7 separate regions of the Mus musculus genome follow, and all the other regions are linked to region 7. A link is a contact called in public ChIA-PET and promoter capture Hi-C data. All regions are on one chromosome and are shown on one strand. The core of a region is the stretch at or near the end of the contact, and the rest is flanking DNA. Distances in the headings are between cores, read along the strand shown. Region 1 holds the start of Card19 (caspase recruitment domain family, member 19). Region 2 holds the start of Ninj1 (ninjurin 1). Region 3 holds the start of Fgd3 (FYVE, RhoGEF and PH domain containing 3). Region 4 holds the start of Ippk (inositol 1,3,4,5,6-pentakisphosphate 2-kinase). Region 5 holds the start of Susd3 (sushi domain containing 3). Region 6 holds the start of Bicd2 (BICD cargo adaptor 2). Region 7 holds the start of Ptpdc1 (protein tyrosine phosphatase domain containing 1).

What was found. Promoter capture Hi-C pulls out the DNA fragments that hold promoters and counts their contacts. ChIA-PET counts read pairs in DNA pulled down with a chosen protein or histone mark.
Region 1: a contact with region 7 is called in a promoter capture Hi-C map of pre-B cells. The contact joins the promoter of Card19 here to the promoter of Ptpdc1 in region 7. A contact is called at or near these places in 3 of 39 promoter capture datasets (cranial neural crest, hippocampal neurons and pre-B cells), 1 of 115 datasets of contacts at active chromatin or transcription factors (pancreatic cancer cells) and 2 of 9 other capture datasets (adipose tissue and liver).
Region 2: a contact with region 7 is called in a promoter capture Hi-C map of pre-B cells, with 9 times the contacts expected there. The contact joins the promoter of Ninj1 here to the promoter of Ptpdc1 in region 7. A contact is called at or near these places in 7 of 39 promoter capture datasets (the SN4741 cell line, cranial neural crest, embryonic stem cells and 4 more), 3 of 484 Hi-C or Micro-C datasets (CD4 T cells, embryonic stem cells and pre-megakaryocyte-erythroid progenitors), 5 of 115 datasets of contacts at active chromatin or transcription factors (embryonic basal ganglia, embryonic midbrain, embryonic stem cells and 2 more) and 2 of 9 other capture datasets (adipose tissue and liver).
Region 3: a contact with region 7 is called in an RNA polymerase II ChIA-PET map of memory CD8 T cells, with 11 read pairs. The contact joins the promoter of Fgd3 here to the promoter of Ptpdc1 in region 7. A contact is called at or near these places in 2 of 115 datasets of contacts at active chromatin or transcription factors (memory CD8 T cells and pancreatic cancer cells).
Region 4: a promoter capture Hi-C map of pre-B cells shows a contact between it and region 7. The contact joins the promoter of Ippk here to the promoter of Ptpdc1 in region 7. A contact is called at or near these places in 1 of 39 promoter capture datasets (pre-B cells) and 1 of 484 Hi-C or Micro-C datasets (CD4 T cells).
Region 5: a promoter capture Hi-C map of pre-B cells shows a contact between it and region 7, with 2.5 times the contacts expected there. The contact joins the promoter of Susd3 here to the promoter of Ptpdc1 in region 7.
Region 6: a contact with region 7 is called in a promoter capture Hi-C map of pre-B cells. The contact joins the promoter of Bicd2 here to the promoter of Ptpdc1 in region 7. A contact is called at or near these places in 2 of 39 promoter capture datasets (cranial neural crest and pre-B cells) and 1 of 115 datasets of contacts at active chromatin or transcription factors (pancreatic cancer cells).

What each region holds. Positions count from the first base shown.
Region 1 is chr13:49,213,712-49,217,885 of GRCm38.p6, reverse strand. It overlaps Card19 (caspase recruitment domain family, member 19), which reads left to right and starts at 1,860. Exons shown (of 6, transcript NM_026738.2): 1 at 1,860-1,949. The coding sequence starts at 1,943.
Region 2 is chr13:49,185,491-49,189,727 of GRCm38.p6, reverse strand. It overlaps Ninj1 (ninjurin 1), which reads right to left and starts at 2,199. Exons shown (of 4, transcript NM_013610.3): 1 at 2,091-2,199. The coding sequence starts at 2,165.
Region 3 is chr13:49,307,345-49,311,632 of GRCm38.p6, reverse strand. It overlaps Fgd3 (FYVE, RhoGEF and PH domain containing 3), which reads left to right and starts at 2,425. Exons shown (of 18, transcript NM_015759.2): 1 at 2,425-2,452.
Region 4 is chr13:49,418,727-49,423,015 of GRCm38.p6, reverse strand. Ippk (inositol 1,3,4,5,6-pentakisphosphate 2-kinase) reads right to left here and starts at 1,774. Exons shown (of 13, transcript NM_199056.4): 1 at 1,550-1,774. The coding sequence starts at 1,630.
Region 5 is chr13:49,246,034-49,249,791 of GRCm38.p6, reverse strand. Susd3 (sushi domain containing 3) reads left to right here and starts at 1,498. Exons shown (of 5, transcript NM_025491.4): 1 at 1,498-1,747. The coding sequence starts at 1,660.
Region 6 is chr13:49,338,586-49,342,879 of GRCm38.p6, reverse strand. It overlaps Bicd2 (BICD cargo adaptor 2), which reads right to left and starts at 1,331. Exons shown (of 7, transcript NM_001039179.2): 1 at 970-1,331. The coding sequence starts at 1,209.
Region 7 is chr13:48,623,720-48,627,901 of GRCm38.p6, reverse strand. It overlaps Ptpdc1 (protein tyrosine phosphatase domain containing 1), which reads left to right and starts at 2,230. Exons shown (of 10, transcript NM_207232.2): 1 at 2,230-2,525.

The DNA of each region.
Region 1 (4,174 bases), core at 611-3,110, 590 kb before region 7:
GTCTTCTCTCCCTGCAGGCTTGAGGTAGGGGGAAGGGGACTCCTATATGGTCTAGGATGTAGAATCTCTGTGAACTTGAGTGTTGTCCTTGGATCAAATGTTGCACAGACTCTGGAGTGCCAAGAAGCAGGTAGCCTGCAGTTGGGAGGCTACCTCAGACTGCTAAAGGGGGTGAGGGCCTCAGTTTCTCTCATGGGACCAAGTAAGGTCCTCAGGTTCAGAGGAAGATACAAAGGTGGAATGCTGGCCTTCCTGATGAGGAGTCTGGCAAGGGATGCCTAAAAATGCATGATTCAGGAAGTCCTCAGTCTCACCCCACTGCTAGAACACAGTGATGGGTGTGCAATAATTGGAGCCCTTCAGAATGGTCCCAATGGGGTCTGTGCAGGGTTCCTGCAAGATGTAGCCCTTGGATCTAGCCCAGACTGGCCCAGGCACACATGTAGGTCAGGTACATAGTACCTATACCCTGCTCTGGAACAAAGTCTGTCCATGCTGTCTGTCCCCTCTGCAGGCACAGATTAGTGCTGAGGACAGCTGCCTGCTGACTCTGCATTTGCCTGGCCGGTGGGGAACCTGAGCAAACCTCGCTTTCTGCAGTTTTTAGCAAGGGGCAGGAATGTATTGATCAATACCACTGGGTCCAAGAGTTTGGAGCTCTAAGTGACCTTGTAAGTCAATCTCCAGATTCCTTTCGAGCCTCTCACTCCCAAGATGAGAGGTTGCAGCACTGGGGAGGACAGAGACAGACACGGAGGGCTCAGGGACCCAGGGGGTTCCTGGACTGTCCGGGAAGTGCATCCAGACCTGGGGCCTCCATTCCTGGTCTTGGTCCTGGTCTGGTTCCAATATCTCAAGTTACAGCTCTAAAGTGTGCCAGACTAGCCGCACCAGCGGAGAAGCAAAATCTGGTGCCTGCTGCCATTGCTGGCTGTGAGGGTCCTGCCTCCCCGACCCTCGCAGATCTCCATTTCCTAGCTGGGCCTGGGCTTGGGGCCTTCCTGTGGTTGGTACCAGAGCTTGAAGAGCCAGGCCTATGTACAACAGAAGGGAAACAAGTTGGGAGGCAGAAAGATTTATCACCTGAGGCCACACATTTTACAGTTAGGAAAATTGAGGCTCGGTCAGACTACATGACTTCCTTAACTAGGCGGCAATGCCAGCCATTTGTCCTCTGTGTAAATGGGGGACTTGGTAGAACGAGGACCCACTAAGTTCTCTGTTAAGTCTCAATTCATCACTGTCCGGTCGAGGCCCTGTGGACTTCCGTTCGGTCCCTGGTTGCCAATGAACTCCCACCAGCCTTTTATGCCAGACTTGACCTCCTATGTGACCTTGGGTAATTCTCGTCTCTTTTAAGACTCGGTTTCTTCATCCAGGAGATGGGAGTGGGGTGGCCAGAGCGTAGCAGCAGAAAATTGAACTGAGAAGTTCACAATAACCTCCTAACCTCCGCAAAAAGCAGGCACAAGACCGGGAGGAGGGGCAGGGCATAGGCGAAGGGACGCCGACCCGGGTAGCTATTGGAGAGGCTGTGAATGGGGCGAGCCTTGAGCCGGGACGTGGCTTGAGTTCTCTGGTCCAGACAAGGACTTGGGTACTGAGTTTCTCCGCTAGGTCACTTATGCTAGCTGGAGCGGGACTCCCGGCGTCGCTACAGGAGAAGCTCCTCAGGGGCCGAGCTCTCTGCTGCGCGTAGTATAGAGTTAGGGAAGTTGTTTAGAGCCCGAGCCGCCCCACGGCTGACGCGTCTCCAGTGCGAAGTACAGAAAGGGGCGTGGCTAATCGGAGGGAGGGGCTTGGGGGCTAAGATGTCGTCGCTGGGCGGGACCTATAGGGAAGAGGCGGGGCTTAGGGCCAGGCCTGCGGGCGGCGGTCACCGGAGCCCTCGCGCCGGGCGGCGGACAGCCGAGGACGACGGGGCGGCGCCGTGTCCTCCGCCATGACAGGTGGGCGCGGGTCCAGGAGGGCGACGGGAGCCGTGTGACCTTGGCGTCAGCTGGCGCCGGCGACGCGGGCGTAAGAGGCGCGCGGCGGCGGGGTGTCCCGGGCTCTGCGCGACGGGCCGGGGGCGCCAGGGGTCTCGGGTGCTGAGTGGGGGGCCGTCGCGGGTCGAGGAGGAAGAGCAGCAGGTGAGCGCTCTCCCGGTGCACTGCACCGGCTGCGCCTGCGGAACGGGCGGTGTCCCGGGACGGGATGGATCTGAGAGAGGGAAATGGTGCTCCTCGCCAGTCTGCTGAGACTTTAGAGCGCCGCTTGCACACAACCCCCTTGGAGGCGGGACCGGCGCTGCAAACCTGGGTAGCTTGTAGTACCAGGGAGACGCCCGTGTTTCCCGCTCTAGATGGGTCTAGAGAATTCGGACCCAACAACTGGATCCCTCTTCTCCAGGATGGCTTGGTTGCCCCAGCCCAACCCTTTTGCTCTGGGGACTCACCCACTTTATTCCTGATCCCAGAGGGACACAGTGACATTGCTGTGCTAAGTTCTCTCGGTAAAAGATCCGATGAGAGGATGAGTCAGCGAGGGACCCCTGCTGCCTTAGAGCCTAGGGAACGTGATAGCTACCAGATGCACTTTTTTTCTGGGAGTCTCTTGTACTTCATATGGCAGAGTTCACCTGGGATAGCCCAGAGAGATGAGGTAACCCCAGAAATCCCAGGGGTCTCTAAACTGGAGTCAGCGTTGGGCATGCACAAAAATAAGACCTCATAGGTTGCAACCTGGTGACTTCTAGAACAGGTTAGAGGAGACCCCATCTTCCAGGCCCTTCTTGTTTGGAGCTGCAATTTCTGAGCATTATGTGTAGAGCCCCTAATATACACTCTTGTTCAGAATAGCCATTTGGGGGCAGAAGGAATATTCTCATGTCTGTGTAGGAATGGGAAGATAAAATCTCAGGTTGGGTAAGTGCCCCCAGACCACCCTGCTGGTCAGTGGTAGGAGCAGAATGGGAGCCTTGGCCTCAGCCTCTGGTTTCCCAGATCCTCTAGTAAGTTCATCAGGATGTGTGGGACAGATCTCGCCTGTGCTGGCCTCCAAGGGCCCATTGTAGAGACAGGATACCCATGGAAAATGAGACATCCCACCTCCAGGAGAACAGGTAGTTGTGGGGGTGGAGAACTTTTAGCTGGAAGGACACAGGCAGGCCTTGATTGTGGCAATAATACGCTTTCCTCTCTGCAGTCTACTTGCTGGCGCTTTGACACTTCTAAGCATCCCACCTTTTTCTAGTGGGAGATGGAGACTGAAAAGCAGAAGTCTGAGAGGGTTGGATGGGCAGCCCTGGGGCGACAGATCCCTTGTTCATTCTTGGCTCAGTGCCCTGGTGCACCAGCTGAGGGTCTGCCATACACATTAGTCTTTGTTGCCTCTGAGTGTGAGTGTGAGTGTGTGTGTGTGTGTGTGTGTGTGAGAGAGAGAGAGAGAGAGAGAGAGAGAGAGAAAGTGTGTGTGTTTGGTGGTGATAGATACTGAGAGTTGTGTCTTCACAGAATAGGCAGTATAGTATGGAGCGAGTGATCTAAGCCAAACCAAGTACTATGACAAGAACTTATGGGAGTGGTTCAGAGGGGAGTCGATGCTCAAGTTCTGGACCCCAGGAGAATTGTGAATTCTTGGAAGGGGGCTAAATAAACTGGGCATAAATCAATCACATCTTCCCAGCCTGCTGCATGGGTCCTGGCTCTAGTGAGCTGCAGACAGAAGGCTCTGGGACCCTAGGAGCAGAGTAAGGGCAGGTGGGACCAGCTGCTTCAGGGTCCCAAATGCCAGAGTGAGGACTTAGGTCTGGGCTGCTGAAGTTGAAGATGAGGTGACAGAGCCAAGTTTCTGGTACGAGCTGGCAGGGAGGGAAGTTACAGGGAAAGGCTCATGGATTCTGCACAGAATGATCTCTTCTTTATCTAGTAAAGGCATTCCTGGCCTTGTTTACCGGAGCCTGGTATCCAGGCAGAGCCTTGCCCGAGTCTCCATTATACCCAGTGGCTGCCTCTATGTGGTTGCATGAACAGCTTATAAAAGCCACAGGAAGCACAGGAAGTACACTGCCCTAAAGCTGCTGCTGGCTTAGCCCTGGGCTGGGCCACCCAAGGCAGGTGACTCAGGGCTCCTGTGACTCATGGCTTGTGGGCAGCAGAGGTCCATCTTGGCTAGTGGCACTCAGGGTAGGAGG
Region 2 (4,237 bases), core at 950-3,449, 560 kb before region 7:
TACACTTGACAGGAACCAACCAGGGTGGCTCTGCGGGGCCTCAACTACCTGGGAGGTAGTGGCACCCCTTTTTCCAGAGGGGAAACCGAGGCTCCCTTGGGTTCTCATCCTGGGGACAGTGTTGTCCTTCCCAAACTTCTATGGATGCCACCATGAGACCATGGAGAGTGTCTCCATAGCTAACGCCGCCACGTACTGCGCTCTGCCGCAAGCATTTCCTTTATGTCAGCCATATAGTTTTCACTTAGCAGAGGCACTTACTATGATGCCACTTCGTAGATGATAAACTGAGGCACAGAATGCTGACACGACACACCTTAGAAAGTTGGGAGGTAGGAGCCTGAGGTTGGGAAGGGGGACCAGGCATTGAGCAGGGCAGCCTTCAAAGTTAGCCACACCTCAGAGAAGCATCCTGTGTCCCCAGAGACTCTAGACAAAAATCTCCCTCCCACCCAACCCTGTACAGTCTCAGTAACGAGCCTCTGGTCTCCACTTGTACTGTTCCCCTGACCTCTTCCACTCACACCAAAGGGCCAGATCTGTCCCTCCCCTAAGCCAGTGCAAACACCTCCACCACACAGGGAGCCTTCTCTGACCTCTTTGCTCCCTACTAACCACTATGGCAGGCAGGCAGGCAGGCAGGCAGGCAGGCAGGCAGGAACCCTGCATACCCTTGAGAACCTAATTTAGTTGATTTCATTCTCCTAGTTGGCTCTTCAAAGAAATGGCGGGGGAGGGGGTGGAATATCTCTCTCCTTGTTCCCAGAGCCAAGACAGTGACCCCTGAGCAATCCAACCCAATCTCTCCTGTGTCTGTGCTCAGAATTCTCTTGGGAGGCACAGCTGATCCAGCTGTCTGCAGAGCTGAAGGGGGAGGCTGCTGCTCAGAGACAGCCAGTTTCCCTTCAAATCCGCAGCTGAACCACGGGCCCACCTGTTCCTGATTTGCATCCCTTGTCCTTAAAGGCCTAGAGATCACTGGTTCTTTATTGTAGACCCACATACAAAAGGCCCAGACAGTTGATGGGCTCCCTAAAGGAACTCAGCCCGGGGTGTCCCTGGCCCACTGCTTCCGGAGTGTTCACACATTTTGGCAGAGCCCAAGTCTCAGCTGGCACACCTGAAGTAGTCCCAGGAGACGTTGGTGTTCCCTGTTTCCACTATATGGACCTGGGCAGAAAGTCTCTGTTCTGGTTTATTTTGCACCGCAAAGACTTGTGGAAAATCCCAGCCTGGTGCAATTCCCCACCCCACTCCACCCCATCCCTGGGGGGGGGGGTCGGAAATAGAAGGAATGTCCAAAGTCAACATGTCACCGAGGGACAGAGGGCCATGCGGGGTGGTACAAGTGAAGGCTCGGCCCTGGCATGCTCAGGCCCTGCCCCGGAGGTAGACTATGAGGTGAGGGGTCAGGAAAGATGGTCCCTCGACACAGGCATCCGACCATCGCTGTGGCCTTAGCAGGCTAGGCAGAGCAAACTCGAGGCAGGTCCTTACAGTCCTAGAACTAGCACCCTGACGATCGAGAGGGTGGCGTTCTGTTTTTCATAGGCAGGTGACAGCAGCAGAGACACAGCCACGGGTTTCCCCCTTATCACTGCTGCAGACGACCGTGTGGTCACCGTGTGGTGACGTAGCTGTCTGCCTGATGCTAGCTTCCAACCAGGAGGCGGTGACTCTTCTCCCGCCCACCCCAAGGCACGCAGGAGACAGCCCGGAGGCGTTGGAAGTTGGAGGATGGTGTGGGAGGCAGGAGAGTCCCGGAGAGCGGAATGCCAGCCTTCTCCACCCGAGGAGTGGTGCCAGCCAGACGCGGGCTCTGCACAGCGGGGCGACGGCAGCAAGCTAGACCGCCCGGCGCCTCTGCCTACCTGCTGTGCTGGCCCCAGACCCGTGGGCCACCACTTGCGCTAGAGACAGGTCAAGCACGACTTTGCCCGGAAGCAGCGGCCACCACCACCCCCCGCAGTGCGGACGCCGCGCGAAACCGGGCCAGACGCCCACAGGTGCCCGCTGACGTGCCGGGCCCAGAGAGGGCGGCGCCGGCCAAGGTCACACAGCAGCCGGGGCAGGAGGTGCTGAGAGCTTACCAAGGCGTCGGGGGAACCGGGGGAGCCCGGGCGCAGGTCGCCGTTGAGCTCATACTCCTCAGTGCCCGACTCCATGGTGCGGCCGCCCGGGCCGCCCAGCACACGGCCTGAGCGCACCCGCGCCTCCGCCACGGGCTACGGCTGTGCGCCCGCCCCCGGCCCGCCCCCGGCCCGCCCCCGACACGCCCCCCGCGCGCGGCCGCCCCCGGACTCCGCCTCCACCCGGGGCGGGCCGGGGCCTAGACGCCAGCTGCTGGAATCGCGCCTGAGCAGGATAGCACTTCTCCAGCGGCCTTGATGTCCCCAATTCTCAGGCTCCTTCACGATGGCTAGGGCAAGCAGCCCAGCGCCTGTCCTCGCGATGACATCGGGGGTCCCCAGGGACCCTGTCTCAAAGTTGTTGATCAAACGGGCCCCCCTCTGAACTTTGAACATAAGCACTTGATCTGTTTAAAAGTGAGGCCAAGGGCGAGGCACATGCTGCCCCGTGCTGAGGTTTTTTCCTTGGGGAGGACACGCCCTGAGGCTGTAAGTCCCTTCAGGGTAACTCAACACAGGAAAAGGGTGTCAACGGTTACTCCAGGTTTCCACTTTAGAGCCCTCAGCTGTTCTGCCTGGAGAATAGAACATATGAGGGAGAGCCTCTTGCTCTGGGTCTAGCTTGCAGCCAGCACCCCACTGTGCAGAGCCTGCGTGTGGCTGGCACTGGTGGAGAAGGCTGGCATTCCGCTCTCCGGGACTCTCCTGCCTCCCACACCACCCTCCAAGAGAGACCAGGGACCAGAGGGAAGCACAACAGCTTTAGTGTCCAGAAGAAGCTGACATCATAGCCCTGACATCTATACTCCAAGGGTATGACGTGTTGGTTGGCTACTGCAGTTCGTGGCCCAATGGACCTTTGTGCCCCAGTACCATGTCTTTTCCTGGCCTAGGAAGCTAGATGGAGTGTGATGGGGTGCTGTCGTCCGAGGAGACACACTAGATGCAGGAGTAAAAGCCAGTTGCTGTGCCTTCTTCCTTCCCACCCTGGCCTCACTCTCAGGCCCCATGCTTTGCCTGGCCTCAGGGGTGCCACACTCCTCTCCTGGTATCTCCTAGAGTCTCAGAAGGAATAAGGACGATGAGACTCTTAGGGAGATTACAAGCTGGGGCTCAGAACTACCGTTCCTTGATGGAGTGGTTCACCTTCTCTTTATGACCCTTCTTGCCAGCTTGTGTCTTAGCATAAGGCTGGAGTTTGCTAAAGGCCAAGTGAACCTGCGGACCCTCTGTCCCCTGTCTCACATCCAGAAGGAAGAGGATTAGAAATAAGAAATGGAGCCAGCCTGGTGGTAGAGGTGGTGGCACAAGCCTTTAATCCCAGCACTTGGAGGCAGAGACAGGTGTATGTCTGAGTTCGAGGCCAGCCTGGTCTACAGAGCAAGTTCCAGAACAGCCAGAGCTACATAGAGAAACGCTGTCCCAAAAACAAAAAAGATACCTGGGCAGAAGAGATGGCTTAGTAGTTAAGAGTACCGGCTGCTTGCAGCTCTTGACCGTCTCTCACTCCTCTTCCAAGGCGTCTTACATCCTCTTCTGGCTTCTGTGGGTACCAGACATACATGCAGGCAAAACACCCATCTACATAAAATAAAATGACAAAGAAAATTATTTAAAAAGAAGAAAGAAATGGTACCCAAGGCTGTCTGTATGCCAGGTCCTGTTGCAGGCATTACAGGCTGGAGCTAGACAGTAGAAATCTGTCCTGTGGAGCAGATGGACAGTCAGACACAAATAAGAGGCCAGCACTTTGTGAAGCCTGGTGCCATACTTCTTAAGAACAGGGCTAAGGGGTGAGGAGGGCTGGAGAGACGGCTCAGCAGTTATTAACCCTTGTTGCTCTTGCAGAGGTCCCGAACTTGATTCCAGCACCACATTGGAGGGGTCATAAGCACTCCAGCTCCAAGGGATCTGACAGCTTCTTTTACGCATGCATTGGTGTGAAATTTTTTTATTTATTTAATAAATAGCAATTATTTAACAATTGTTTTTGGGGTTTTTTTGTTGTTGTTTGTTGATGTTTTTTTGGACACAGTCTCACTATGTAGCACTGTCAGACCTGGAAACTCACTATCTAGATTAGGCTCCCCTCAAAGTCACAGAGAACT
Region 3 (4,288 bases), core at 1,176-3,675, 680 kb before region 7:
GGTGATTATACCCTGCCCCAACAAAAACTGCAGCGCTGTGTATGACCTAGGAAGTCCACGTATGTTCCCTCTGCAGGTTGAATTGGACACTAGTATTCATGGACTATTCACAGTGGAAGGGGCTATGCAAGAGTTGATCAGGGGGCTGGAGAGATGGCTCAGTGGTTAAGAGCACTGACTGCTCTTCCAAAGGTCCTGAGTTCAATTCCCAGCAACCACATGGTGGCTCACAACCATCTGTAATGGGATCCAGTGCCCTTTTCTTCTGTGTCTGAAGACAGCGACAGTATACTCATATACATAAAATAAATTAAAAAAAAAGAGTTGATCAGGATGTAGTCATCACTGGACCACTGTGGGGGTTCTTTTAAAGGGTGTCATCCAAAGTAGAGGCATTGCTTCTCCCCACTCAAGAACAAGAGGACATTAGGCTTCAGTTCTGGAATTTTTCTTTTTCCCTTTTCCCTTTTCTTTTTTCTTTCTTTGTTTCTCTCTCTCTCTCTCTCTTTCTTTCTTTTTGAAATGGAGTCTCATTATGTGGCCTTGGCTGGCTTGGAACTGGTTATGTAGGCCAGTCTGGTTTGAGTTTACAGAGATTGGTCTGCTTCAACACTCTGAGTGCTGAGTGCGGGGATTAAAAGCCTGCACCACCAAGCCCAGCCCTTTGATTTGCTTTTAAGCCAGAGGAACTCTTCCTCCTCTTTCTTTCCCACCTGCTCTGAAACTCTTCTCTCCATTCTTCCCACCTGGCCTGTCAGGCTAGAGTTCGTCTTCACGTCCTCAACTGATCCTGTGTTCCTGGTTGGCCTGGGTCCCAGTCCTGATGTGATCCCACGGCTGGCCTCCAGGCTCAGGATGTGCCAGCAGAGGGACAATTGCACTGTGCTGGGCCACAGGTGCTGTGCTTCCTGGACAGAGCTGAAAGCATCTGGGTGGCCGGAGGCTGCCTCCTCAGGGGACACGGCCCTTCCTCGGGGGACACGGACTTTCCTCAGGGGACACGGCCCTTCAGGGAGTGAAGCAAAAGGCTCTGGGCCAGGCACAGACAGCTCAGCAGTGGAGATTCAGGCAGGGACTAAGATTCTTTAAGGACTTGCCTAGGCTAGACCTCATTCTTTACAATGCCTCTAACATACACACCTCTCCATTTTATGGAAGAAGAATCGAGAACCTTGAGCAGTTCCATCATATACATATACACTCATGCGTGCATGTGCACATACATATACATACATATACACAGAAAATGTTAACTAGTTAAAACAAGCATTTAGAGGATTGAGCAGATGGTTCAGTCCAAGCATGAGGAAGTGAGTGCAATCCCCAGCACTCATGGGAAAAGGCTGATGGAGGCAGAGACAGAAGGGTCCCTGGCAGATCGCTGGCCAGCCAAGCTAGTCATGTTGATTAATCCCAGGGTGAATAGCAATAAATGCCAAAATAACAACAATAATAACAGTAACAACAACAACAACAATAATAATAATAATGTGGACTGCAACTGAAGAAGACATTTAGCTTTGACTTTTGGCCTCCATATGCATGCACGCACACACACACACACACACACACACACACAGAGAGAGAGAGAGAGAGAGAGAGAGAGAGAGAGAGAGAGAGAGAATTCAAGATTAGTTGATGCAATGGTGCACAGTAGCGATCCCAGCATTTGAAAGACTGAAACAGTGTAAATTCAAATGAGTTTGGACAACACAGAGAATCCAAGGCCATCCTGGACTACTTGGTGAGACTGTCTCAACAAAACCTAAAACAAACACAAAATTTAGGATAGATTAAGAAGACATTACTGAAATGGAGTCAAATTTGCAGCCTATATGCATGTTAGGCTAACCCCCTGCCCCATTATTTATTGACTTCCTGAGATAATGAGGGGACTTTCCCCTGAGGGCTGCCTGGAAGAGGCAGAGCTTAGCCCTGCTGGGGCAGTCCTCATCAGCCAGATAACCAGAAGTTCCCTCAGGTCTCTTGGAGTCACCGTGAAACAATGTCACTGGTGGGGTATGTTTCTTCCAACTTTCTGTAGTCACCAAGGTCTGTCTGGCCTGGGTCACCTGTCCCCTGATGGATCCTCTTCCCCATAGACAACATCAATCTCAGGTCTGCTCAGAGGAGCCCACCAAACCAGATGCAGGAGGTGTCTTTACTCAGTGACTTGTTAAACCTAAGCTCAGCCCTGGCTGCTACTGCAGAACCTGGTAGGGCTGAGCCAGGTCGAGTAAAAGGATTACGCTTTCGAAGTCATCCCACCACAAGCAGACCAGGCCCTTCAGGACCAGCAGACCAACCTCCTCTCACGTTGCGTCATCGCTACGGAAATGCAAATGTGCCACTGTTTTGTGACCAATATTGCAAAAATTAGAAAGAGGAAGTTGGGTTTTGTTCTTGCATGAGTTCAGCCCTGGGGGAGATGCAGACTGGTCTTGGAAGAAGGGTGAGTGGAGATTGGCTCCTGGGATCTTTGCAGAATCCTACAGTGTTTGTCTTGCGCTGTGAAGGGGCTTCGTGGCGGGTGGTAGGAGGTTACTAGAAACCAAACAGGAACCATTCAAGGGAGACAGATGTTTTCAAAGCAGGAAGTTGCTGTGGCACGGTAGCGGTGTCTCTTTTCATGCTGTTGTCTTTCAGTGGCTCGTACTGGTGAGAAGATAGGGTTGCTATGGGTGGGCATGAGAAGAGTTCGCGACTACAGAGTCCTGGACGTGCTATTGGCAGGTGGGGCACAGCTCACACTTAGGCTATGGGCAGTCTGTCGGTGACTACTGTGGTCCCTGGGAGGCTTGGGGGGGGGCACAGATCCAAGGCTGACCCCACCCAGTGTGCCTTAGTGGGGAAGAAAGCATGTCTTTTTCTGCTTAAGCAGAAGAGGTGGTCCCAGGGGATGATTTAATGGAGGCTAGGCCTTCGCATCCCATGTGGTTCTGGAATCTTCTCCAGTCTACAGTTTAGATATTAACAGATATGTCTGTCTAGCTGGGCACTGCTAGGAAAGAAAACTAAGCCCTCAAAGGACTCCTTGGGACCCCCAGGGCTTCGCCTGGGCAGCTCTGGGTAGTGGTACAGCCACTTAGGAGGCTGGCAGCCATAGAGCAGGCGCACGGCAGCATGGATAGAATGATATGATTATGATAACACTATGATACTATATGCCATGCAGAGTAAGCAGAGGCATATTTGAAAAGCCGGACTCTAGGACCTGTGGGGAGTGAGGCAGGAGTCACTGTCATTGTGGATGACAAGTCACTTGCCATTTTTCTGGGAGTCCCTGAGTGCTAGGGAGGATGAGCAGCTATAGGGGGATAGGGAGGGGACTCTGGTGAGAAAGAATGCCAGGGACAGGGTGATAGGCAGACTCTGCCTTGATTTCCCTTTCTGTAAAGTGAAGTCAGAATGATGCCAAGCCACACTGAGGTTTAGAGCTTACGCAGCTCTGCCTCATTTTAGATTGGTCCTACCTAGCCGGGGGTGGTGGTGGTAGTGATGGTAGCACACGCTTTCAATCCCAGCATTTGGTAGACAGAGGCAGGTGGATCTCTGAGTTCCAGGCCAGCCTGGTCTACAGAGCAAGTTCCACAACAGCAGGGCCACACAGAGAAACACCATCTCTTGGGGGGAAAAAAAACCAAAAACAAAGACTAAAATTGTTAGCCATTTGTGTGTGTGTGTTGAGGCATGTGTAGGGAAGCCAGAAGACAGTCTCAGATGTTATTCTCCAGGACCTGTCTATCTGGTTTTTTAGACAGGTTCTCTCATTGGCCTAGCTTGACACGTGGTTTACTGAGACTCTCCCCAGCCCCCATTTGGGTGAGAGATGAAACAGGCACAGAGCACTCTGCCAGCTCATCCCAGCCCCCCCCCCCCCGCCCAAAGTCTGTGAATGGACTAGCTGGTCCCCACATAAGCTCTCTGAGCTGATAACACACACTGTGCTTGGTTTGGGGGTGGGGCCAGCTCTGGCAAGGACAGGAGGAAGTGGTTTGTCTCAACTGGGCTGCCACAGACCCCCTGAAGCCTGCTTCTGCCCCTGCAAGGTCGCAGTGGAGACTGGCTTCTGTTTATAGAGGGATCTGCACCTCCCAATGTGCAGGGGCCTGAGAGCCACACTGAACTCTGCATACAGAGGTCGAGAGCACATTATGAGATCAGTGCTGAAATGGGCTTGTCTTCAGAAGCCTCACTGCCGAGTGAGAAACCTGGCCCTGCCGCTCAGTGATGAAAAGCAGCTCCGTGGGTTACAACAGGGACTCTGGGTATCTTGATGTGTGCTCCG
Region 4 (4,289 bases), core at 525-3,024, 800 kb before region 7:
CAAACCGCAAAGCTGTCACAAATCACGACGTAACTCAGACTGACAAGTAACAGTGGAAACTTCTGGAGGTGTTGCTAGGGGTAGGGGAGACAGAGAACCCTGATACAACTCTTCTCTGTGAAACTGGCTAGCGGTCCACCTTCCTGCGCACCCAAGCATGCCCCATATACTCCTGCAGCCCTCACTGATCTCCTCTACCCCAAGACCCCAGGTCCCCAGAAGGCTCATTTTCTCTCTCAATCCGTCTGCACGTGGCAGTGACAGCACGGATGTCCAGTTCCCCCACCCCAGCCCAGCTCCTGCAGGATGGGCCTAAGGATAGCTGTGTATGCATGCTACAGAGGAGGAAGGGCTGACAGGGGACTTTAGAAGAGCTTTTCAACTCAGTGACTGATGCTCGATCAGAAAGAGTGAGCATGCCTGGGGAGGCTAGGTAAAAGCCTCCCTCTCTCCAGGACTGGATGAGACAGGCCTGGGAAGCTGAGCAGAGAAACAAAGCTCACCTGCTCTCAAAGGAGAAGGGGGACTACAGACATGCCCAGGACCGAAGGGAGCAGAGTTTCTCCACCCCACTTACATTAGCACTCCTTGGTCACAAAAGGCCTTAAAACACTTCCAAGAGGGGCCTTCTCCTCTTCAGTCTACATTCTGAACAAATACACCAGGAGGTCAGAGGTGCCAACTAGACACAAGACCCAAGCTCTAGGCTGCTCAACACTCAGTACAGCTCCATACAATCTGAACTTCAGAGAGACAAAAGTACATCCTATTCCTCTCTTCACTTTCCTAATGCAGCCTACTGCTTCTCAGTGGTGGAGGTGTGAATCACCCCAGCTCCCTGAGTTATTAACCTTCTCACATGACACCTCCCCGCCTTCTACTCCCCCAGCCCACCACATTCCTGCTAGCTTGTAATCAGGCAGCAAAATGTCAGAGAAATCTGGGGCTGCACACAGATCCATCCATATGCTTCTCTTCCTTTAAATTCGCCTCCTTGGAAAGGACTACATCTTCTGAAACCGCCTTTCAAGTTGAACGAAGGAGAAACCATTTAAAGTATATGATCGGGACGCGAACCTGTGGCAGCGCCCCGTTCCTGACAGCGCAGCAGCAAGGCAGAACACCAGCTCTGTGGTTTCTCGAGGCTGAACTCCACTCGGTGGGCTGACAGCACTCTGGGAACTTTCCCCTGTGCTGCCCAGGCCCTGGTCCAGGCTCAGCCTCTGGCCCACCGTTGCCTGACAGTAAGACGAGCATCCCGGGGGAGGCTGCACGGTGTGAGGCCACGCGGCACGCACAGCGCATGAGGAAAGAGTACTGACGGGACAGAGAGAACCGAGAAGGGACACTAGGAGGAAAGGGGAGCCAACGGAGCTAGGGGTGCCGGGGATGAGTATGGAGCAGAGGAGGGTACTGTGGGGGTGCCAGGGAACCACCCGGGCGGAAGCTGGAGGAAGAGTCACGACCTGGGTACCTGGACGGTACCAGGCACAGAGCTTCGGGAGCCGTCGGGTGAGGCCCGGAGCCGGGCTGCCCGCCAGCCGCTCACCTGCGCGTGGGCCACCACAAGGCTCTTGTTGCCTTCGCCATGGTAACTCCATTCATTCTCGTCCATTTTCCCCTCTTCCATGCCCCGGCGCCCTGGAACTTCGCGGGCCGGGACGTGGGGACGAGAGCTGGAGGCCGCCCGCCTCGCAGGGCTCCCGCCGCAGCCGTCTGAAGAAAAGCGCCTGTCAGCTGCCGCCTGCGCTCTCAGCGGCGGCGACTTGCAGGCAAGGAGCGCCGGAAGCCACGCCCCCGGCGGCCGCCATTCCCAGAACGGTCAACTTCCGGGTCCCGCCCACCTTACCCTCGACGTCCAGGGTGGTAGGTGGAGTGGAAGCCATATTATGTGCTGGCAGAGTGACTCACTTCCGAAACGCGGACCTGGGAACCGGAAGGGAGGTTTCCGGATCTGCTCCCGGACCTTGAGGCCGGCGGCTTCCTGGCGCCCCGAGTCCGAGGCGCTCACCCTCGCACTGTCCTAGGGCCACGGCTGGATCTTCGTGGGGCTGCAGTAAGGCGCCGGGCGACTCTGAGCCTCCGCTTACATCTGTAGAATGGGATGCACCTTCAATGGCCTTGCTCCGGCCAAGAGAGCCATTAGGTGGTGTTCACACTACTCCGGGAAACGTGGCGAGGAAACCTCACCGTGGAGCCTTTGCCCCAAGACATCCAGAAATGCAGATGAGGCAATAGACTCTCCCACCCCATCCCAGCAGAAAGCAATGACCTCAGTTTATCCTTTAATGCGGGGAAGATTGGCCCTGCCTGGTAGAGCTGCCTAAAGAATTATATGCGGTCCTTGTGCTCTTAAAAATGATTTGGGGCTGGACATGGTGATGCTCTCAGCATTCTGGATGTGGAAGCAAGAGATTTCTAGGAGTTCGAGACCGGCCAGGGTTACTTAGTGAGATCCTGTCTCAAACATAATTTTCATATTTGTGTTAAATTGTTTGGCCACAGCACTGAATATTGCTGTAACTGGTGTATGTGAAGAAAATCCAGCTTAATGCAGGCAGATAGTATGGGTTTTTTTGTGTTAATTTTTCCAAGGAAGACTGGGAAAAAAACAAAAAAACCTGTTCATTCTAAATAGGACACCAACAACAGACTGAAAGATCCTAATAGAATGTAAAAGGTCACAGAAGCCCTCAAATTGGCAAAATAGATTTCATTGTTAGTAAAAGTAGCTTCACTGATTTAGAAAAATAGAGGTGCACAATGCTCTGGCCGCGCCTTGAACCCGTGTGTCTGCCAATGTTCTGACCGTTCCTTAAACCCAGGTGTGTGCCCACTGCTGCACCTCACTGCGAGGTGTTTGTGATATTGGTTGCTGGGATAGAATCGAAAAATCTCCCCAGTAACCACAGCCGGGCCAATCCAGAGTTGCTCCACCTGCACCAGACTCTTTCCTTGTACCCCTCCCATACCCATTTCTTAAGAATAGACATTGTTTAGATCTGGAAATCCCCTACTCCCCCCTTCTCCTCCCCCCCCCCCCCCGTGAGGGCCTATAAAAACTGGGACCCCTTTCCCCTCGGGGTCAACTCCTCTACCCCTGCGTGGGATACAAGTCGTCCCCAGAGCTCTGGCTTTCCCCCCAATAAAGCCTCAGGTGGTTTGCATCAAGTTTGGTCTTTTGTGAGTTCTTGGGGGTCCGCTATTATCCCGAGACTTGAGCGAGGGGCTCCTCTCGGGGTCTTTCAAGACCACAGAAATGAATGTACCCAAGTATAGCTTGGTGAACCAAATGAATTTACAGGTCATGCTTAGAGGAGCATGGGTGAAGGGTTATTTATATTAGTGTGGAAGACCTCAAACCAGCTGCACTGAAAAAAACAAAACAACAACAAAAAACCCCTCCCATCCTAGCACAGATCCATTCCTCTTCAAAAGCTGAGTGGGTTTCTCCTTCAGCTAGTCTACCTTCGATAACCCCTGGAAACCCATGCAGCTGAGGCGGCTGTTTTGATTAAGATGGCAAAGTCTGTGTTTTGCTCCGAAGATGGGTACACAGCACTTCATTCTTTCTCAGGCTTTCCTCCCACCCCCTCTTCTACTGTATTCTCTGAGCATTGAAGGAAGCAATAGAGATGTTTGGTGATTGCTTTTCATTTTGGCTGAGCAATGAACCACTATGCCATAGCAACAGCCACTTGATTCTTGGCAACTTGACGGGCTGTCTTCCTAGTAACTTCTACTGGCTGTGTGGGGGAGTGGGGGGGGGAATTCTCTGTACAATTGACACTAACAGCACAGTCATCTATAGGTACTCACATAAATGTTCAACAGAAAATCTGACAGGCACATACCCATTTAACTATAGAAGTAGTTCCATACAAGGGCCCTATGACCTCCCCGGGTACAATACCAACATGAGTTCCTTCCTGTAGAGGAATACTTAAAGACAATCAGAAGATGAGTTGTACCCATTAGAACAGTACCAGGTAGCATTAACACTGGTGTCCATAGACTAGCAGGACCATTTGTGACTATTCTCCCTAGCAGCCTACATAGCACTTATGGAACTTCCAAACACCACTCTGCAAGAAGGAAACTTTCAGCTCAGCCCATTTGAATTCTGCATGTCCTGCAATCAGCATGTGAAGTCTTCAGCAATAGCATTTTACCATCTATTTCCCATGTGCCAGCAACAGCACTGGCAATGGCCTGGATTGTTTTAGGATGTTAGGAACTTCCCTGGCTAACAATCAAAGAAAAAAAATAGCTCAGCCCTGTAACTTTTA
Region 5 (3,758 bases), core at 249-2,748, 620 kb before region 7:
GCAGGTGTCAGGTGCTCAGTAGTCACCCCCATGGCACACACACACACACACACACACACACACACACCCTCAAAGGGTTCTCAAGCCATCATTTCTGAACCCGAGGTGGGTGGAGGTGGGTGCTAGTTGTTGATGAGCTGACTCACCCTGGATGGTAGAACTGCAAAGTGGTCAGATCCCAGGCATATAACCAACTCCTCTCCTCCCCTCTAACCTACCATCAGGAAGTTAATCCTTGTGCTTTCCCATGGACAGCTCTTTTTTTTTTGGGGGGGGGGGGAGGGAGTTTTTTTCGAGGCAGGGTTTCTCTGTGTAGCCCTGGCTGTCCTGGCACTCACTTTGTAGACCAGGCTGGCCTGAAACTCAGAAATCTGCCTGCCTCTGCCTCTGCCTCCCAAATGCTGGGATTAAAGGCGTGCGCCACCACCGCCCCGGCGCCCTGTACAGCTCTTATCTGAACCTTTTACCCATCGACAATGGAATGTTAGGGCTTGAGTCATTGTGAAAGGTTTTGGGGGTGAAATTCTCATTTTTTTTTTCTATTGAGTAGAGACTAAAGAACCAAGAAAACAAGAGCTGGAAGGATAGCTCAGCAGTAAAGAGCACCTGCTGTTCTTGCATGTGATCTGAGTTTGGTTTCCAGCACCCACATGGTGACACACAGCCAACCACTGGCATGCAGAAGGCACACATACATGCAGGCCAACCGTTCATGCATAAAAGTAAAATAAATCTAAAGAAAAAAAGGATGCTCCCTGGAGACTTTGAAGAGCTCTGGCCCCACCTCCTGTATGATGAGACAACGTGGATCTGTGGTTCTGTGGAGTTCTATCTGTAGTGCTTTGTTCTGTAAGCCTAGGAAACATCCCCACCCTAAATAACTGTTGGTCAGCGCTGCTGAACATTGGGGGAGGGGGAGGGGGAGGGGGAGGGGGGAGGGGCGGCACTGAGCCACACGATGGTGGTAGGTGCCTCCCCCCCCCCACGTCCTTCACAGCTTCTACCCACAAATCAAGGACACTTTAAATCCCTCTAAGTCCCATCCCTGAGCCTCCAGGCAGCTGCTCTCCACTGGCAGACAGGGATCTCTGGCTATGTGGCCAGGAATTCTGATATCTCAGAGTATGGTGGGGGTGGGGTAGGAGAGGGGTTGGTATCACAGTGGGGTCTGTGGATGGACCTGCCTTTCACGATGCAGCAGACCGGACATAAGCTTGATTTCAACTTTAGGACATTAAAGAAAGTCACATCACGCGTGACTCGCAAGTTCAAGTGAAAAGGAGACATTAGGGGGTGCTACCAACCCTGACTCCAGAAGAGAATGAGGAGGCTGTCACTCTCCAAGGTCACCTGCCTGGCCCTAGAGTCCAAAGGTGAGTCGGGAGAGGAAGGGTGTGCAGAAAGACGGCTCTAGCTCAAAGGCTTACTTCGAGGCGATCAGCCTGGAGGCTCCCCATTCTCTGCCCCTCCAGGTGTCCAATCCCACTTCTGCCACCCAGTGCAAGGGGTTGGCGGGACCGGACTAAAGTTCAACTCTAGCGTCTTGGAGGGCGCGACCTGGGTGTGGCTAGAGACAGCCACGCCTTCCAACGACCCGCCCCTCAATTAAGTCCCGCCCCCACCTCCGCAAGCTCCACAGAACACTGCGGAGCGCTCAGGATGCGCCGAACGTCTGCGACCCTTCGGGGCCGAGCGAGGCCGCGGTGGCGTGCTGGGAACACAACGCCTGTCCCAGTGAACCAGACAGGTGAGGGCTAGGGCCGCAGTTCTCAGTGCCCTCTTCACCGACGGAGAAGTAGAGGGGCGAGGGGCTGCTGTGCTGGGGACCCTGTCCAGGAAGGGGGCGTGCATCGCACTGCCAGGGCCTTCTCGAGAACGAACTTTCTTCTTGACTTCCCGCCGATCCAGCGGGCGACCCCAACTGAGCCGAAACGGGGCGGCGAGCGGCCCGAAACCAGGCGGCGGGCACCTCTTAGCGTTTGCACGGATTCGGCGACGGTCGCCCCGCGCAGTCCCAGGTGCCTGCGGAAGTCGGAGCCGGCTTCACCTGGCGGGGTGTGCGGCCCGGGGTTGGAGGGAGTCATGGAAATGTCTTCTGGGTTGCAGAGAGTTGTTATCATCTTTGTTGATTACTCCAGCCACACTTTACCAAAGGGAAAGTGAGCCTGTGATAGAGGAGATGGGAGGTTATCCAGCAACCAGGACCCGGGCTGCATCTAGGCTGTCAAAGGTCAGAGGTCTCCGGGAGGAGGGAAAATGGTTGTTAAGTGTGCCGAAGAGGGTTCTACACTTGATCTTAGCCAAAAGGGCGAGAAGCGATGCTGATGTCAGCTTTGCTAACTCTTAGAAACACCACCAAAACCACATTCCTCCCAAGAGCTCAGTCCTGCGCATCCAGGAGGTTTCCTGCCTCTGTGGAGGGCTTAGCTGCATTGCACTGGAGGAAGCTGAGGATCTGTAGGCACATTGCCCTCACCCTAGAGCAGTGCTTCTCAACCGTCATAATGCTGCGACCCTTTAATACGGTTCCTCGTGCTGTGGTAACCCCCAACCATAAATTTATTTCCATTGCTGCTTCATAACTGTAATCCTGCTAGTTATGAATCCTATTGCAAATAACTGTGTTTTCTAACGGTCTTAGGAGATCCCTGTGAAAGGGTCGACTGACCCCCAGGTTGAGAAACCTTTAGTGGGTTTGATCCGTTTGATACCATCCCATCGTGCCAGCCCATTGCTGGCCCCACAGGTGTGGCTAGTTTTAGCTTTCTAATTGTTACTCCACAGGAGCGCCTTTGTGTTAGAAGAGGCTAACTCTGGGCCTGGTACTGCTGGGGGGAAGGGGGGACATGCTTGTGAGTACCTTCTGCATAGTAGTCTGGAGGAGTAGGTGTCACCAGCTAGAAGTGGATGGCCTTGCCTAAGGTTATCCCTTGGGGTGGCCTTGGGGCCCTGCTTAATTTGCAAACAAAAGGCTATTTGCATCGGAATCTCTGGAGAAAGTCTGAGAGTCCAGTGTCTCAGTTGTCCCTTGCCCTACCTGGCATCAGGAGGAATCCACATCCTCACAGTGTGTCCTTGGCACCCAGTTTCTAAGCATGTCCCAGGCTCCTTGTTGTAGTTCTGGTTGTAGTCCTCTCTTACTAGGGATGAGTCCCTACCCCAGTGTCTCAGTTCCCTTAGGAGATGCTAGGTGAGTGCGGTATTCCTGCCCCAAGGCTGTGGACAGGATTCCCAGAGTATAGGAGAGCCTCTTGATTAGAAGAGTCTGTGGGGCTTCCTTAGCCTGTTTAACAGGCCAGGAAGGGAAGGGAAAAGAAGGCCTGAAGCTGTGTGGAGATAGTTTGGTGTTGTCAGAAGATAATTGAGAGATTAAAAAAAATGGGGATGTGTAGTTCCCACAGTCTGTAGAATGGGCCCATTACTGAACATTCTGGTGGTCTGTGTTCTCCTGTGGGTAGGACTCCGGGCAGGACTAAGTGTGTTGTCATCTTTCCCCCCACCCCTCACTCAGCCCGGGTCTCCTATCTAGACTGGATAGAGGGTTTGGCTCTGCTCCCAGGGCAGCTCCTGAACTCCTTAGTCTGGGAGGTTTTCCAGGAACACAGGGTTCCAGTGGCTGGAGGCCACCTCCTGCTAACCCCAGAAGGGACCTTGAAAAGTACAAGAAGAGAGGCTCAGTGAATAAGTGCAGGTGGGCCTTTTGAAGGGTGTTCTCAGCTTCATCCCTGTAGCCTGCTGTGCCCATTACTACATAAGAG
Region 6 (4,294 bases), core at 82-2,581, 720 kb before region 7:
TTCCTACTTTGCAGAGCTGGAAGCTAAGGTTTGAGGAGAGCTTACCCATGGCTCACCCAAGGCTCACCCATCACAAGCAATAAGAAGGGGTTGGTCCAAACTCAAGTGTGTCCTTCTCCCATAAAGCATTTCCCCCAGTCTCCAGAACAAGGCTGGGGAGTCAAGAAGATGGGAGAGTTACTAATACTTAAATCATCCCAGAAAGCTTACCCAGGTCCCTCCTACTGCCCCTCCCCAAGCTCTTGGCCAGCCTGGGAGTCTAACCTCTCTTCCTACAGTGGGATGACACAAAGTACCATGTTTCCAACAGAAGAACACAGACTCCACGGTGACAGGCAGGCCCTAGGAGGCAGAGCAAGACAGGAAGCGGTCGATGGAAGCCATGCATCCCAGTAGTGGGAGCACCATTAATGAGATGGGGAAAAAGCAGCTGGTTGAGCGATGGATATCGGGAAAGCCGGCCTGTCAAGGGCCATAGGCAACCAGGGGCTGCGACTCACTCAGCCCTGTATCCATCCCTTCCCAGCCTCAGGCGGTCACGAAACCTGATGAATAGCACAGAAAGCAGCTGCTCCAAAATGGGGGGGAAGTGATTTGCTTGAAGGTGACAAACTGTGGTCAACCAACCCCAGGTCCAGCTTTTCCCTGGGGTCACTTGCACGGACAGCCTCAGTTGTAAGGGCATCATCTGCTCCCCACCAACCACACAGACACACCCTAGGCAGCAATAACCATAGCAGGACATCAGTCCTCAACGAAAAGGCCAACAAGGCCTGCAAAGAAAACTAGCGGGTGAGTGGGGCTGCAGGGAGTCTGGACCCCAGCAACCGGACACAGGGCCGAACAGGGTCCCTTCACCGTCACTGCCCGGGACCGCAACTCTAGGTCTCCTGCCCCACCCCTGGTACCTCCCACCACTGGGCAGGGTGACCTTAGCGCCCGAGGCAGGGGTCGCAGCCGACCACTCACCTCTTTGAGCTGCTCCATCTCGCTGCGGATGGCCTCATAGTCCACCTCGAGCTCCTCGAACTGCAGCTTGAGCTGGTGCTTCTCCTCCAGCACCGCCAGTCCATACTCGGCCGCCTGGATCTTCTCACGCGTGGTCTCGGCCAGCTCGTGGGACAGCCGCTTCACCTCGGCGCGCAGCCACTCCGGCTGCGCCTCCATCACCAGACGCGCATACTCCTCCTCCTCCGACGGCGCGGACATGGTGGCCGCGCGCCGAGGCCGGCTCCCACCTTGGCTCCCACAAGCCGGGCCCTCTTAGCCGCCGCTGCCGCCGCCCAGCCCCGACGGCCGCCCGCGCCGCCGCACTGCTCCTCCCTGACGCGCGCGGAACACTGGGGGCTGCAGTCCCACTGAGCATGGACTACACAACCCGTAGTCCCTTGCGCCCACCTGGTCCGCGCTTGTGATTGGTCTAAATCTCAAGGGGGCAGGCGCCTAACGTGACGCAAAGCTACGTCTCCCTTAGCATTGTGGGAGATGTAGTCCTATTTTACGCTCACTGCTTTGCCCGTTGTGCTCTGTACCCGCCTGGCTCCAATCGTTGATTGGCGGGCGCGTCTGACGTGACAAAAGTAGGGGTGCCACCGACCCCAGCCCAGGGACCCGGCAGCCACCCGGAGAACCTCAAGCCTTCCGCTCCCAGCCTTTGTGGAGTAAGGTGATCCGAGCTGTGGATATCACGAGTAAGATTCGCGTCCTGAAACGTCAGAGCATGGCTGGTGAGACTGTGTGGCGCGCGCTTTATGCGGAATTTGAATGACTTGTGGCGGGCCGCGGGCACTGCCAAAAGGATGCCAACAGCCTGACGCTAGGGGCTCAGGGGAGCCCAGGCCCGGATACTACTTCCTCTTGTCCATTGTCCGTTAGGATTTTCTTTCATGGAAATGAAGGCACCTCCGTGAGCATAATGTCAAAGGTGTATTTAAATGTTGTCCGTCCCCCGTTTTCGGCGAGACGTAGCTGTACTCTTCACTATAATTCTAAATAAAACTTCCCTCCTTGCATGGTGATTTGGATATAACAAGCGTGTTGTTCCCTTTCTCACTGCACACACCCCCGCAACACCACACCCTACAGCTGCGGACCACCATCAAACATAGAGGTCAGCTGGAGAGATGGCTAAGAGGATAAAGCTCTTGCTCAGTAAGAGCAAGGACCTATATTTGCGCCCCTAGAGCCCACCTAAAGCACAGTCTATCATCCCAATGTCCCTGAGGAAAGATGGGAGGTGGAAATTGGAGAATCCCCTGAAGCTAGGCTGGAGTATGAAAGACAGGGGCGGGAGAGAGGGGGAGACAAGAAAAGCAGAGATAACCAATCTCAAACAAGATGGAAGACAAAGACTGACAACTGGATCTTGTCCTCTGATTCCCAGTGCATGTGGGGCCTGTGTGCCCACACAGGAACATGAACCCACTTCACACACACACACACACACACAGGAACATGAACCCACTTCACACACACACACACACACACACACACACGCGCGCGCGCGAAAAGAAAATCTAGGATCAACACAAGAATTGCATAGTAAATCAACTTGGTGTGGTGGAACACACCTTTAATCTCAGCACTTGGGAGGTAGAGGTAGAAGAATTTCACGGCCAGCCTAATCTACATGTCAAGTTCCAGGCCAGCCACGACTAAATAGAGAGACCCTGTCTCAAAAGAGAGAGAGAGAGAGCGCTGTATAAGTAAATGTGTTATTCCTCCTTCTCTTTGGCCAACCAGCCTAATTTTGTACAACAGTCCTGGCTCTACACTGAGGCCCATATATCAGGCCTACGCAAGCTGTTCACACTAAGTGAAGGTGGATTTAGAAGGAACAAACTTTCCTCCAACAAGTCCCCAAGCTCTACAGAACCTACACTTATCCAGGCTGCCTGGGAACCTCTCCATACCCACCTGAACCTGACTGTGAGGCAGGTGTGAGTAGGGAGGGGGAGAGCCATGAGTTTCTGGTGAGAACCTGACCAGGGAACTTTGAACTTGAAGATAAAGGTGATTTGAGATACAAATGATAGCTCACTACTATTGTGGGCTTCCTTCAGCAGGGACAGTGCTGACCAGCAAGGTTAGGGCCTGGAAGAAGGTTTCTAGGATCTCCTTGTCACTGGTTGGAGTGGGGCAATCAGGAAATACTTCTCTGAGGAGGTGACAGCAGAGAGAGAGAGAGAGAGAGAGAGAGAGAGAGAGAGAGAGAGAGAGAGACCCAGAGGACTCCACATTCAAGGATGATGTATGTAGATCTTCCCCCAACTTTCAGATGAGAGACCACCTCTTTAGTACTCCCTGGGTCACAAGCCTGGCTCACTCAGTGCTCTCAATATTTCAGTTCACACCATTGTTTTATGAATGAGGAAACTGAGGCCTGTTACCAAATCCTTGGTATTGCCCTTGATGTCCCACCCCCTCATCCATTCATGCTGTCACTCTGCCTCTCAGCAAATACTGCGTGAGAGTTACCTGCCTGTCTCAATGGCCCATCACCTCTGCCTGAATCATTGACGTCGACTCCCCTCCCAAAACAAAGATGTTGAAACCATTTCCAAGTCTGCACTTGCTCTAGAAGGGCCTCTTCACTCCACCCACTTGCGTGTTGATTCCCTTTCTGTGTCTTAGTTGCTTCCTTCTGTTGAGTGTGTGTATTCTTACATGGTGGGTGGGTCACCTTAGAACGTCAGCTCCAGGAGGGCAGGAACCTCCACAAGGCCCAGCATTTTCTAGCCTATATCTGGGGCTCCAGCCAGGTTCCCAAGGGATTCCTCTCCCTAACCCAGCACCGCTCCCTGGAAAGGTATGCCCTCTGGTGATGAGGCAGAGGACTACAGGAGGGTGGAGGCAGCCTGGTAGAAAAGAACTTGGAGCTAGTAGTAAGGACTACTACTAGCCAGAAATGCAGTATTCTTATCCACTGGTGAACTTAGGAGCAAAGAAGAGTGAATTCCTCCATATTAACCTGCTGTGCGATTGTGAACAAAGGCTCCCATGTGTCAGGCATCCCAGACAAAGCTGGCCAGTCCTGCACAAAAATGCTGGTGAGGACTTACCAATATGGAGCACACACGTTGTGAGGCTCTGTGTACTCGCTGTTGCCTGGTCCACGTGAGCTTCCCCTTGATGGCCCAGAAGCAAAGTGCTCTCTCATCTTCAGGTAGCAGCCTGCTTGGGTATGTTTGACTAACCTAGAAGAACCAGGTGTGGCATAGCATTCCTGAACCCCCATGACATATGACGGCAAATGGTTATGGGCTAAAATCTAAATCTCAACTCTTTCAGCAAC
Region 7 (4,182 bases), core at 981-3,480:
ACAACTAATTGAAACCAGATCACTCATTTAGTATACCTAAAGCCCTTCTGCCATGCTAGTTTGTCACCATTTACAACTTTCTTTTTTTTTAATTTTTTTATTAGGTATTTTCCTCATTTACATTTCCAATGCTATCCCAAAAGTCCCCCATACCCTCCCCACCACTCCCCTACCCACCTACTCCCCTACCCACCTACTCCCACTTCTTGGCCCTGGCGTTCCCCTGTACTGAAGCATCTAAAGTTTGCAAGACCAATGGGCCTCTCTTTCCAACAATGCCGACTAAGCCATCTTCTGATACATATGCAGCTAGAGACACGAGCTCTGGGGGGTACTGGTTAGTTTATATGAAATTTCTAGGCAAATGGATGGACCTGAGTGAAGTGATCCAATCACAAAAGAACTCACATGATATGTACTGATTGATAAGTGGATATTAGCCAAGAAACTTAGAATGCACAAGATACAAGATACAATTTGCAAAACACATGAAACTCAAGAAGAACGAAGACCAAAGTGTGGACACTTTGCCTCTTCATAGAATTGGGAACAAAACACCATGGAAGGAGTTACAGAGACAAAGTTTGGAGCTGAGACGAAAGGATGGACCATCTAGAGACTGCCATACCTGGGGATCCATCCCATAATCAGCCTCCGAACGCTGACACCATTGCATACATTTACAGCTTTCGATGTCACTTGTATCATCACAAAGCTATTAATGGCATGGACAAAATAGAAAATATATGTAAAGCATCTAGCACAGAGCGCCACAGAATTTGCCTAGCAGTGTCCTGCACTAGAAAGACATTTCTACTGAACTGTATGAGATAACAGGACTTCTAGTAGAGTTTGAAAACATGGACTCAGCAGAGGCTGGTAGATGCTTATCTGGATCCATCCCTCACTTTTTTGGCATGGGATTTCCTTAAGAACAGAAATGTGCCTAGTGAAGACATTTCTCAACTACATGAGGTCATGTTACTGAGTATGTAAGATCTATAATATGATTAAGTTGATGGGTAGGCTTCTAGTAAGATCTTTATTAAAATATTAAATAAGGACATGGTGGATGGTGCTCTGTCTACGATTTTGATCCATGACACAAATTGAAAGGAAACCTGATTTTTTAAGGGTGACATGGCAGAATGTCTGGATCCCTGGGTACAGCTTTAATGAGAAGAAATGCCTGTGAGTTTAGATCAGGATTCTGGAACCTGGAGTTTCTGTTACAAGAGGGCAGAGACCAGTCAGGTCTCTTAATGACAGGGTCCCTGTTCCTGTCCAGACCTGGAGTCACAAGAGGCTAAGATGCTGGCAAGGCTTTGACAAAGAAAGTCTAAGGATTGCAGGAGAACAGAAGGAAGAGACTCTGGTGTTATGGAAAACTGACCAAAGAAGAACCAAACACCACTCTGAGAGTTGGAGAATTCAGATTTATTAGGCTAGCCTACTCCACTGTGGAGAGACATAGTATTTATGGGTTTTTAGCTTTGGTCATCCAACTGCTACAGCACTGGTGTCTTTAAATTACTGCCTTAGTGAACATTTGCTGATGGTCTGTTTCAGAACAACCGAGGGGAAATTTCTACTTGAGTTAAAGTATGCTTACAGAACAAGTGGCAGTTGGGACTTTCGTTAGCAACACGGATCGTTGCTAACAGGTACAGTGGTTTCACCAGATACCTACAGGACCCATACTTATGACAGCACTTGGTCTTCATTTTCCCCCCTCTACATAATTCAACTTTCCCCTACTAGACCAACTCCAGAAATTCATATTTAAACTGTCATAGTGCAAGACAATATTGACTATTAAATATAATAGTTCAAGAATATTAGGGGGGAAATGAAGACATTCGATGCATAATATGGGCTTTTCTTCTTCTTTGGGCGCTGAGACGGAACACGTGGTTCCGTGAGCGAAGCTCCAGAGCAGTCCTCGCTCCTCCTGCGACTCTGCACCGGGGCTCGTGGGGAGTCGGTGCCCCCCACCCCCACCCCCATGCTGCAGGCTGGCAGCCGCGCCCTCTCATGGCCCTGAGGGTCCTCCGGGCTTTCCGCGCACACGCCGTCGGCTCAGCCCGCGACCACTCAAGCCCCAGCTCGGCTTCCCAGCGGCTCCCACATGTTCGAAAACCTTAGAAGCTGTCCGCCGCGTCACGGGCCGCCTCGAGTCTCCATTGGCTGGCGCGTATCACGTGCACCGAGCGGCTCCGGCTATTGGCTGTTGGGTCGGGCGCGCGCAAGGCCGCGGCGGCGACAGGGCGTCCTCGGCGGCCGGGCTGTGGAGTGGCCCGTGCGCGCGCCCGAGGGAGACGTTGTGTAGCGCGCCTGGCGGGGAGTCTCCCTGCTCAGAGGCGCGGCGGGAGGCCGGGCCTGCGGGCAGGCCAGCGCCGCGGAACCCGCCCGAGCAGCGCCCGGGGCCGGCCGGTCCTCTCCGCCCGCGCCTCCCGGCCCTAGACGTGAGACACCGACCCGTCGGCTCCAGGGCTCCGAAGCCGGAGAGCGAAGCGCGCCAAGAGGTTCGGAGTCCGCAGCCAGTTAGGCGCCCGCCGAGCGGTCCCCAGACGGTTGTCCTTACGCGGCGGGTTATCCAGGGAGGCGTTATTTGGAGGCGCATCCCTAGAGGCGGGGCGGGGGACCAGGGCCACCGGGCGCCCCTCTGTCTTGCTCAAGTGCTGCGACACTCGGATTTCTCGGGAGCAGTTGGAGGCTTGCTTGGGTGTTTTAGTTGAAATCTCTTGATTAGAAATATTGACAACTAGTTCTTCATTACAAATAAAGCAGACAAGACAGCCACAAGCAGGTATCAGGCTACCACTTTGGGATCCCTAATTCGGACCTCTTTCTGTCAGTAAACGAGTCACGTGACCTTGACCAAGTCACTTTTTCTCCTGACATGCATTCTCAACGTTGATAATGATGATGATGATGTCGATGTCCCTGCTCTGGGGTGTGTGTGTTTTCTTATATAATAAAGGGTTTGTGGCCTTTCAGAGGACCACACCATAGATACACCCTACCTGTGGTATTAAATTTTAATGGAAAAGAAAATTTAGTAAACAAAGGCCCAGGGAGGAGGGGGGTGGAGCTTGAGAAACAGTGCTTTAGGGAAATAGCTGATCAAATTATTCCAGCAAGGGTTGTCTATGCTAAAAACTGAACACAAGCTATCATTCATTGACTGCGAGCTGAAGGAGCCTGAGAAGCTGTTATCATGGCGGGCACTATTAACCTGTGTGAACATGTATATATCCACCTCCACCTCACCCTCCACCCCCACCCTGCACAGCATAAGCTTTCTTGAGTTTAACAACAAAGTGTCATTCCAGGTTGTTGTTTTGTTTTTGTCTTTCCCTCAGAAAGGAAGGCTTGGGTGATTTGCCACAATCAGAGCTGTTAGTGGAAAGAAATAAAATGTAAACACGCATGTATGACCTCAAACCACTCACTCATCACCATGTGGTTTCTTCCTGTTCAGTTGTAGCGAAACTTCTCGCTACCCAGGAATCCCACCTGTGGCTTTTTAAAAAGTGTGGATACCCAGGTCTTAGAGACAAACTGGGACCAGCATGAAATTTGCTTAAGACCTCATAGACGATTCCCATTTGGAAGTCCGTAGTCCGTCTTAGCAATAACTAATTGCTAACCGGATACCGGTGCCTTCACAGCATTGTGTCCTGGAGACCCAGATTCCCCATCTCAACAGTACTTCATGTCCTTTTAAGGGAGGTTGGGTTTTCATCAGAAAAAAATCCTTTGTTGGTGGAATCCAAGCGAATTGAGAGAACACTACTGAATCTCTCTCTCTCTTTTTATATGATCTTCCTTGACCACTACTGAATACACTTTTTTTTTTAAATCCCAGCAGTCGGGAGGCAGAGGCAGGCGGATTTCTGAGTTAGAGGCCAGCCTGGTCTACAAAGTGAATTCCAGGACAGCCAGAGCTATACAGAAAAACCCTGTCTCGAAACCACCCCCCCCCCAAAAAAAGTCATATGAAGAAAAGTAAGAATCACAATTTACCTGTAGTATCACCAGTTTAACAAAATGATGTTTGTGGTCTTTACCATGCTGTATCATGATTAGTGATGCCCCCCTGATGTCACATAAATTTAGAACATTCTCACAGGCAGAATTATTCCATATATAGGGGAGAAAAAAAATCTAAAAATTATT